2 separate regions of the Mus musculus genome follow, and region 2 is linked to region 1. The links are chromatin contacts, called in public HiChIP or PLAC-seq maps. All regions are on one chromosome and are shown on one strand. The core of a region is the stretch at or near the end of the contact, and the rest is flanking DNA. Distances in the headings are between cores, read along the strand shown.

What was found. HiChIP or PLAC-seq counts read pairs in DNA pulled down with a chosen protein or histone mark.
Region 2: an H3K27ac HiChIP or PLAC-seq map of microglia shows a contact between it and region 1, with 4 times the contacts expected there. The contact joins two enhancer-like sites. A contact is called at or near these places in 3 of 115 datasets of contacts at active chromatin or transcription factors (embryonic stem cells, fibro-adipogenic progenitors and microglia) and 3 of 9 other capture datasets (adipose tissue, liver and pancreatic islet).

What each region holds. Positions count from the first base shown.
Region 1 is chr8:108,609,733-108,614,327 of GRCm38.p6, forward strand. It overlaps a transcript of Zfhx3 not described here. Among named protein-coding and RNA genes, the nearest start is that of Lncbate1, 27 kb to the left of the region's middle. Within about 2 kb of position 2,414, at least 60 of the 459 cell types and tissues checked have an H3K27ac peak or open chromatin away from gene starts, as enhancers often do. A contact at or near this core is called in microglia, where this site is marked.
Region 2 is chr8:108,778,863-108,783,986 of GRCm38.p6, forward strand. All of the region lies in intron 1 of Zfhx3 (zinc finger homeobox 3), which reads left to right. Among named protein-coding and RNA genes, the nearest start is that of Zfhx3, 67 kb to the left of the region's middle. Within about 2 kb of position 2,524, at least 36 of the 459 cell types and tissues checked have an H3K27ac peak or open chromatin away from gene starts, as enhancers often do. A contact at or near this core is called in microglia, where this site is marked.

The DNA of each region.
Region 1 (4,595 bases), core at 1,164-3,663:
GTAGACCACCAAGAATATAGTCCCTACAGAGAAGGTCTTTGCTAGTTGGTGGATACAGACAATAAAAATAACTGTCCTGAAACCCCAGGACTTACCAGTTACCATCCCCCTCAACCAATGTGGAGCTAGTCTGCACTGTCAGCCACATGAGGAAAGGACACCAGAGGGGACCAACACCCTTGAGATGTCCCTGTGGCCCTGCCTACCAATGGCATTTTCTCCTTCTTCTGAATGGCTCAGTTACAGAACTGGTTACATCTGGCCTCTTCTGACTGGGCCCTAGCTCACTCATTTCTTAAGGCTAATAAAATCCTCAGTGCAGCTGGAGAGAGAGAGTATCCAGTGACAGATAGGACCTTGACAGACAAGGCCAGGAGAAGGGTTCCTACCTGTTTTGGAAGATGTCTCCTCACAATCCTGGGATTGATTCTCTGAAAATCTACTTCAGACTGCCTCACCCTCCAGACCGTTGTCTGATCCCCCAGTGGTCCTGCTTCTGCCTCCCAACTGCAGGGGTAGGGATGAGGGTGCTACCACACTTGGTTTAGGAAGTGCTGGAGATCAAACCTGGGCTCCTGTACATAAAGGACAAACCCCCTCTCTACTGAGCTGCATCCCAAGTCTATCATTGCCTTTAATGGTCATGGGTTTGGGTTTTTTTGTTGGTTTTTTTTGTTGTTGTTGTTTTTTGATTTTTTTGTATTTTTTTTGGTTTTTTTTTAATTAGACAGTTATTTCTCAGTACCAAAAATTATTTAGTTAAATAGAAATTACCACCTATCTACTAGCAGTACTTCCAATAAGCCTGACTTTTGTATTATCAGAAAAAGTTTTGTTCTTTCTCTCTTTCTCTGTATTTTTTTATCCAAAATATTTAGTGCCAGAAGTATTTGATGATTCAGATTCCCCACCCTCCCCCTCAATTTTGGAATATTTGCATATGCATAATGAGTCATGGGGGAACATGATCCATTTTAATTTGATATTTATTTACCCTTCCCATTGCACATTATACACATAGCCTGAAGATATTTTATACAATATTTTTAGTGTACCTGCACTGTGATGACAATCTGTCATCTGAGGTCAGGTGAAGAATTTTCTACACATAGCTTCAAATTGACACTCAAAAAGTTTGGGAACTTTTTGGATTTCGAATTTTTTGAATGAGCATGCTCAACCCTCACCCCAATCTTGTGTGTGTGTGTGTGTGTGTGTGTGTGTGTGTGTGTGTGTGTGTGCGTGTGTGTGTGTGTGTCTACATACACATCAACAGTCATCTTAGGGGACTGACTCAAAAGCCCTTTTCAGATACCAAAGTCTGTATGTGACTGCTTGAGTCCTTCATGTACAGTAACATGGTATTTGCATGTAACCTACACACATCTTCCTACACATTAGGTCACTTCTAGATCCCGTGTCTCTAATGCCATGTAGGTTCTGTGTAAATTGTTTTACTGTGTGTGTTCAGGGAACATTGGTAAGAGGAAAAAATCCGGGCTGGTCCTATATACATGTAACTTTCTCACGTGTTTTAAACATATATTTGGCTGAGTGGGCAGATGAGGACTGAGAGATAGGGAAAGCTGTGTATTTATGCGTGTCTATCTACATGGAAAACGGTATATGTGCCTCTATGATACAAGTGTGAGTAATTGTGTCTCACTGTATCGGTAGGTTCCACTTCCAGTGTACTATATCGTAGTACCATCGGGGGATCTGTTCAAGTGGAGATCAGAGCAATGGGTCCTAGGTTGATGGCTCAGCCTCCGTGGTTTTTTTTTTTTTTTTTTTTTTTTTTTTTTTTTTTAAGAGCTGGTGTCTGGGAGATGCCCATTATCTGTAAGACAAATGCCCTTTATGCAGACCTCTGAAGCCTGAAGATCATGTACCCCTAACAGTGCATTGTTTTGCCTTTGGATGGTGTTTGGGATTGCTTGTAAGGATATATATTTCAACTGGGAAAATAAAAACCTTTATTTTTAGGCTGAAATTGTGTTCACACTACTTCGTGTCCATGATTTTAGCATTTGTCCTTCATTTTTCACCCATCGTTAGTCTAATGAGGGTTTTCTGAAGGTTAAACCTCTGACTTAGTTCTTGTTCCCCAGAATATATTTTTATTTACCAAAATCTCATATCACCATGGTAACTATCAAGAGTCCTTTAAAATGCACGCTGCTTTTTTTTTTTTTCTTGGTACCAATCTACTGCACAATCTACAGGCAACAGACATTGCAAAACAAAAAAAGTCACCCAGCCCCCATGGCTCTCAGGTCTTCCCATTCTGATGCATCTCCAGGAGGAGGGAACAAAAAAAAAAAACCTACAAAGATAATAAACTCCTGTACTACAAGACAGGGACAGGGCGTGCATGTCCCAAGCCTCGAGCTCTCAGTGCTGTGCGAGAGAAGAGGAAATGCTGAAAAGCGGAACAGGAAACAGATGGGGGGACACGATCTCTCGAACCCCCCAAAAGTTCCAAGAAACCTCAGACTAGCCTGGTTGCTGGAAGGTTAGGACAAAATAGTAACAAAGAGAAGCCACCTGAAGCAGGCACCAGGAGAGGTCACAGCAAAGGGGAGCTGTGTAGCTGGCAGCTCAGTAGCAGGCGGGGAAGGAGAAAGTTAAACCATGCCTGCATCCATTGAGACCAGCGTGGTGGAGAAGGTCGACATCGTCGTTGCAAAGCTTGCCCCATGCCCTCGCCTCACTCTGGCTGCATAGCCAGCTCTTCAGCCATATGTGTCTGGAGACACTATTTCCTTTGGCTAAATGAAGAGCTTCTACGGCCCTTTCTTTACTGGGAATTGAGCTTTCAAAGGGGACGAAAAGAAATGCACTTGGTCTGCATCATCGTGAGCCTTAAGGGGTTCCTGTAAAGGTAAGAAATGGATTGTCCGAGTCCATGTGCTGGGGCCATTTTCAATGACTCAAGCGGAGATACATCAAAGAATCTAAACGACTTCATTAAAATTCACTCTGTCATGCAATGATTTGTCCATGAAAAGAAAATGATTCTCATGCCCGAGACCCGTCCTCTAGGAAGAACTTTCCAGGCAGGAACAAACATGCTGGGGTGGAATATTTCATCTCTTTACAGGTTGTGCAAGTCCGGGGTGGAATTGTTCCTTCCCCGCTAGAGAGCTGGGCCAGTTTCCTGAGATGCTCCAAGAGGCCTCCCCTCTCCAAGTGAGATGGCAGAGTTCTCTCCCCAAATCCCGGACACCCCTCCCCCTCCCCAGCAACTGCATTTCACTTGTGACCTCGCCCAGCCTGTGGTCAGGAAAGAGCCTTTGAACACATCTCCAAAGTTGCTATGATTAGAAGGGCTTTGATTAGCCAGCTCAGCTGGTCCCTCCTTGCTGTTACTCTTCGCCCTTCCCCCACCCCCTTCCCATGACTCCTTTCTCCATCCCATAATCCAGGCAGTCCAGGCAGTTCAGAGTTTTGGTTGTTTTTTTCTTAAGCAACTCTCTCTCTCTCTCTCTCTCTCTCTCTCTCTCTCTCTCTCTCTCTCTCTCTCTCTCTCTCTCTCTCTTTCCAATTGCTTCCTAAATCTCAAAACACAGTTAACACTAATCCCGATTTGTTTAGGGTTTATCTACATTATTAATTCCAATCATGTGAAAAAGAAAAAGGGGGAAAAAAAAGTGTGAGGCCCTGGTTTGTGTACAAAGTTTGGGTGTCTGTGAAAGGAGCCAGCTATCCCTGGGAAACATATTTTCTTTAGATATCTTTTTAATCCAAACAACTTTCTTTTCTAGTCTGAAAATATTCCTTGTGATGGGACCTGTCCTGAACCATTTCATTTATTATTATCGCCTCCCCCCCCACACACACACACCCCAGTTGATATCTTTTGAAGCTGCTGCCTGCATTAATCTGGACTTAATATGGATTTAAACATTTACAATGGAAAATAATTTTGGTTAAAAAATAATCTCTCTCCATAAAGCTAGAGGACCCGCGCCCTGCCCCTCATGCAACTGTCACCATCTCTGACAGCTTGGGATGGAATGAGATTCTTGAATATGCATGTTGAAGAGAATGCAAACCAAGGCTCACAGGGTACATGTAATATTTTATATTTGGCAGCTGTTATGACTGGCTGGAGTTGACTGATACCCAGGGTCCTGACTTGTTGTTTGAATGAATTCATCATTTTTCAGGACACAGGAGCAGTTATTTGGTACCCAGGATATACTAAAAATATCTTCAGTTGGACTTGATGGAAGCTGTCTTTCAAGGAGAGATGGCTGCATTCAGCTGTCATACAGGATATTTTCAGTAACTCAGGGCTTGGGGAGGCTGTGGTTCTAACCCTTCTCAGCTCGCCACCCCACCCCTCTTCCCTGTTTGTATTCTTCACTCTCTCTGGCACAATGGAAATACCACATGTCATTGGGTGACCTCAGGCAAGGCCAGTGTTAGCAAGTAGAGTGGAGCTTGTCTAGGTTGGACCCTATTCATGGGAATTTGGAGAATTTAGATGAGAGCTAGAGGTATAGTTTTTCAGCTCCACATATAGAACTCACCACATGTTTTCTCAAAGTCTGTAGAGTAGAACTGAGCTGACTCTACTTTGTGCACTT
Region 2 (5,124 bases), core at 1,274-3,773, 170 kb after region 1:
TGCTAGTGAACTTGGCTTTGATAACCTGTTCTGGCAGACAGAAAGCACAGTCCACTCTCATATTCCCTGATAGGCTCTTCCCTCTGAGCAATTGCACTCAGGGATTTGCTTGGCTTCTTAGACTTCCGTTACATCAGACCTTCAGTAACTTTAGAATGAGAAATGACCAATCTAACACCCAAAAGTACAAAATACTGAGACAATTAGAGAAGTCTTTGGTGGGTTGTTATTATTATTCAGTATTATATCTTTTCTGAATGTGTGTGTATATATGTGCACACACACACACACACACACACACACACACACACACACACACACACCCCTCATAGGCGACCTCTGTGAGGTTGACGCCAGCCTGGTCTATACCCCGAGTTCCTGGCCAGCCAAGACTACATAGTGAGACCCTGTCTCAAAAGACAAAAACTCAAAGAAATCAAGGCAGAGATTCACGTTTCCACTATTTAAGATTCCTCTAGATCAGTGGTTCTCATCCTTCCTAACGCTGCAATCCTCCAATATTGTTGTGGTAAAATTATTTTGTCATGACTTTATAACTGTAATATTGCTAGTTATGAATCGTACTACAAATATCTGATATGCAGCAATATTTGATATGCCACTCCTGTGGCGTTGTGACCCACAGCTTGAGAACCCCTGCATGAAATAGAAAAAAAAAATACACTATTTATCCATCGTATGCTACATGTGTCCTGTGCTAGGGGATTCACAATGACACAATGCCATGGAGATAATTTTAGTGAAGAACAGAATGGTGGAGATGACTTCAGGGTTCTGGAGAGGAGAGAACTTTCTGTGGGCTGTATCACCCCAAGGGAAACTCGATCACGTGTCTCTTAAAGGTCCAGGTAAATTCCGAGGAGAGCTTGGCGCTGCGGGCACAGAGATGCAAAGTTTTGAGGGTAGAAAGTTGAGGCCAGACCCCCTTGAAAAGAAGCACAGCAGGTGATTCACTGACTTACGGGCCCCTCCCTAGCCAGGCTTGCTCTCTGAGATTTCAGCTCCCTGTCAGTGTCATGGGTAGTAACCTGGAAACACTCAGTAGAAAACTCCAGAAACAGTTTATACGTTTCACAGTCCAACCAGTGTGGCAAACTCTTTTGCCACTTCGGTTCTGATCAGTTCGCATCATGAGCCATCCCTCTGTCTAGTGGATCTGTGCTGTATGCACTACCCCTCTCTGCATCCCTTGCTGGCCTTCTCAGCCCCTTGATTATCATAATGTGGAGGTGCCCTTGTTCAAGAAACCTTTATTTCACTTACCAGTGGCCACAAGGTTAAAGACTGGTAATGCCTGCAACTCAGATATGCTCCAGGGAAGCCCCCAAAGTGCTGCCCTTAAATGAAAAAGGCCCAAGTTCTTAGGGAAAGAAAAGAAAATCTATGTACTGAGGCTGCTCAGAGCTAGGTGACAAACTTCCTCTCAGGAAATTTAGGAAGAAGGAAAAAGGAAGCTCACACACATCCGCTGTTATACCACCGAAGTGGGTGTCGCTGTAATGAGAGAGTAGACCCGAGAGGACGTAAAGCCAGCGTGGAGAGTTTAAGACTTGACTAAGTAGTTTGGCCATTGGTTCTTGGGGAGAGAAAGCATAAAGTGGTTTTCTAGTTTTCTACAATCAAAGGTGGTACCAAGAGTTCCTTCCAGAGAGACAGGGTCAGACAGTGCGGGGCAGCCCCCTTTGGGCATGCTCTGTCAGGACAGGTTGTGAGTGGTGGAAAGCTAGCCACTTAGAGATAGCTTGTGGTCTGCTGGAAGCGGGAGGGAGGGCGGGTGTTCATGCCATAAGTCCGGAATGGACTTTTTGGGAGTCAGTTCGTAATTTCAGTAATTGAAACCACAGAAGTAGTTAAGGTAGTTGATATACAGAGATGAGAGCAGAGAGCCAAGAGGAAGAAGTACCACAGAGCTTAAATGCAGCAGGAGAGTCACGGGGAGGGATTTCTGCGGGTTGCAATCATAGTGAATTTTTATTGGAAAGTATATAGCCCAGAGAACTTAGGAATGGGAAGAGGGCAGGTGATGTGGAGATCGGAGAGGGAGGAGAGCCAAGAGAGTGAGTCAGAGAAGCGAAGGGAGATGATTTAAGGATGCAGTGGTGAGCAGTTCTCAAGGCAGGGGAGATGGCAGAAGATAATGTAAGAGAGTGAGAGCCATTGACCCGAGCCATTGACCCAAGGTGGGGCTGGCATGGGTGACCTAGGATGGAGAGGGGTGGAGTCCTAGAGACAGCGGTATCCCCTTGCTCACTTGAAGGGATACTTGGTCCTTACCAGAAGGGCACTTGATTTGTCTCTCTGTGTGTGTATGGGTGTGGGTGTGGGTGTGGGTGTGGGTGGGTGGGTGGGTGGAGTAGGGCCTGACATCTTTGCAATTTCATTGAGTCCCACGGTTGGTTCTGGCACACAGCAAGCCGTCTGGTGTCCTGTGCAATCACTTAGGGAAGGAGGAACTCACCAGGGACCAGGCAGACAGCTTTTGAGGAAGTGAAGCCATGGCAGCATCCACTGTCAGGAAGTGTTGTGATTCAAAGGAGGGACTAGGAGAGCATTGTCTGAGCCGAGGTATGAGTAAGTGGGACTCTAGTCCAGCTGTTTGTGGGACACTGGACTCTGGCGCAGTCCAGTGGAGAAGGGACCGACTATAGAGTCCTGTGAAACCCTTGGATTAATCAGCAGGGCAAAGGATAACAGCTCCTGTCATAGAAATAGCGTGCACCTCACAAATAGCTGCCGATGTAGTCAGTCTTAACCAATAAAGGAGGTAGGTTGAAATGTAGTTTCTTACCTGCTGGAGCAACATTGTCTTCACACGCAAATATACCACTATTGATGGTGCAGGGAACTTGACGCCCGGGGCCAATGCTAGTGGGACTTGGAAGATCTTTGTTGGAAGACAGGTTGGCTTACACGCCATAGTCTTGAATATCTTTCCCTTTAGAACCAGCCATTCTTCTTCTTCTTCTTTAAAGTGTATGCTAAGGAAATTGAACCAGAATACCATGGGCAAGTGCTAGGTTTGTAGTAAGAGGCACTACTGTGGCTTCAGAGGCTGACTTAGAGCACCCCTTCAGCTTGTATTCAGCTTTACAAGCCTCTCTGTTCTCATCTGTAAAATGGGTTCTTGCAAGGACCTAATGACTTGGTGTAGTCACTGTGGTGCTTACAGCCACTTGGTCCTATTGGGTGGACTCCAGGCATGGCCGCTGCTCATGTGTGTGGTTCTTCTTATGCATACAGAGATTCATGGGCTTTTATTGCAGATACAAATAGTGAAATATTGGGGATTATTGGACTGTCTATTTAAATGTAGTAACATTTGGTCAATTTATGCCGTGTCTGTAGGTGCAGCATCTACTGGGGCTGTTCGTGCTAACTTAGGAAGAGCATATGATGTCGTGGGAAAAGTGCATGCTAAATTAAGTTAAGAGAAATCCTTCCCCTTATAAGGAGCAGGGCATCTGAGGTTGATAGAGAAAGCCCAGAACTATAGAGACACAGAGAGAGAGAGAGGCATGGGAAACTGCCTGTCTCTCTGTGTTCTCAAGTCCTCTGGCTGGTGGCATTACAAGTGATTTTTTTTTCCCCCTTTAGCTTGAAGGTCTCTTTGTGGATATTGATTTCTTTACATACTTATACCTATACCTATACATACTGAATTCTTATTACTTTAGTCAGGAGATGTTATTTAAAATAAATGTTAACATCCTGAGGTGCCATTTTGAAACTGGACTGGGCCAGATGACCTGGCTATACACCGTCTCCTTGCTTGTGCTCAGCAGCCCCAGTAGCTAGGAGGAAGGAAACAGAAAAGGGGTCTTTTGAGGAGGGCTTGGGAGGAGGTAGAAGAGTTCTGGATGCCATCAAAGGAAGCAGTGAAGTGTTGATTTTTAGCCTGCCTGGGGTGAGGGGTGAACTGAGAAGACATTGAGGGATAAGCATAGATGGGGGCACGTGGCGGTGCACCCACTGGATAGGAGGGGTGGCTGATACAGCCAGGAAACAAACCTCCTCTGGTTGGTGAAGGGTGACTTGTCATCTCCAAGGCAGAGTGTGTGTGCTCATTGCTTTATGGGGACCAAATCACATTCAGGCCCGCCGTGTCTAAGGCCAGGATGGGAAGACCTCCACAAGACTTAGGGTGGATGGGTAAGGAAGATCTCATAGATGAGAGACAAGTATCGAATGGGAGACTAAATCCCAAATCTGTATTTAGAATACTATAGATTATAAAAGCTGGCGTGTCTTTTTCTTTTTTTCTCCCCCTTAAGTAGCTACCAATATAGTAAGTATTAAATGTTTTTGTCATAGACTCCCCGCCCCGCCCCCCCCTTCCCCTTTGTCATTTCCTATCGATGAAGTTTTCTGGAGAAACAGCACAGACTGGGTTCTGACTCCTAGCTCTCCCTGTCTCAGACCTCATGACTGCCCTGCCCCCTGCCCGCCCCAGACCCCACAGTAATCAGAGTCTCTCCGTGGCCATGTGTTCCTCGAAGAATGGACTGAGCCAGCACTTTTCACTTCCCGGTCGACTTATGTTCCTGCCACAAGCAGCAAGGGTGGACTCACCAGCCAACACGAAGCTCAGGGTCTAGATTAAATTTTGGGGTCTTCTGGACAGTGGGCTTCCTGTTTTTCGGAGGATCTGTGCAAGTATGTGTCACCTGGTCACACTTGCAGAATCCTTCCTGGGGCTGTTGGGACACCATCACTAAGCCCATGAAATCTCACTTGTGCACGGTTTAACACTTCCCGACTTAGGTGCATCAGTTGACAGAGGCTATTACGGTGTAAAACACTGAATGGTTCTTTACCAGGCTCCAAGCAAAAGCAGATCTGGGCATGATTTCTTTGCCCCTTGGACGATATTCCTAGTGTTTTGTTTTAGATTTATTTTTTATTTTTAATTATGTGTAAGTATCTGCAGTTCCCCCTTTGGAGCTGGAATTATAGGCAGCTGTGAGCTGCCCAGTGTTGGGGCTGGGAGTTCAAACTTAAGTTCTTTCTAAGAGCAGCAAGTGTCCTTAACACTTCCTTTGTGTTCTCTCTCTCTCTCTCTCTCTCTCTCTCTCTCTCTCTCTCTCTCTCTCCATGTGTGTGTTT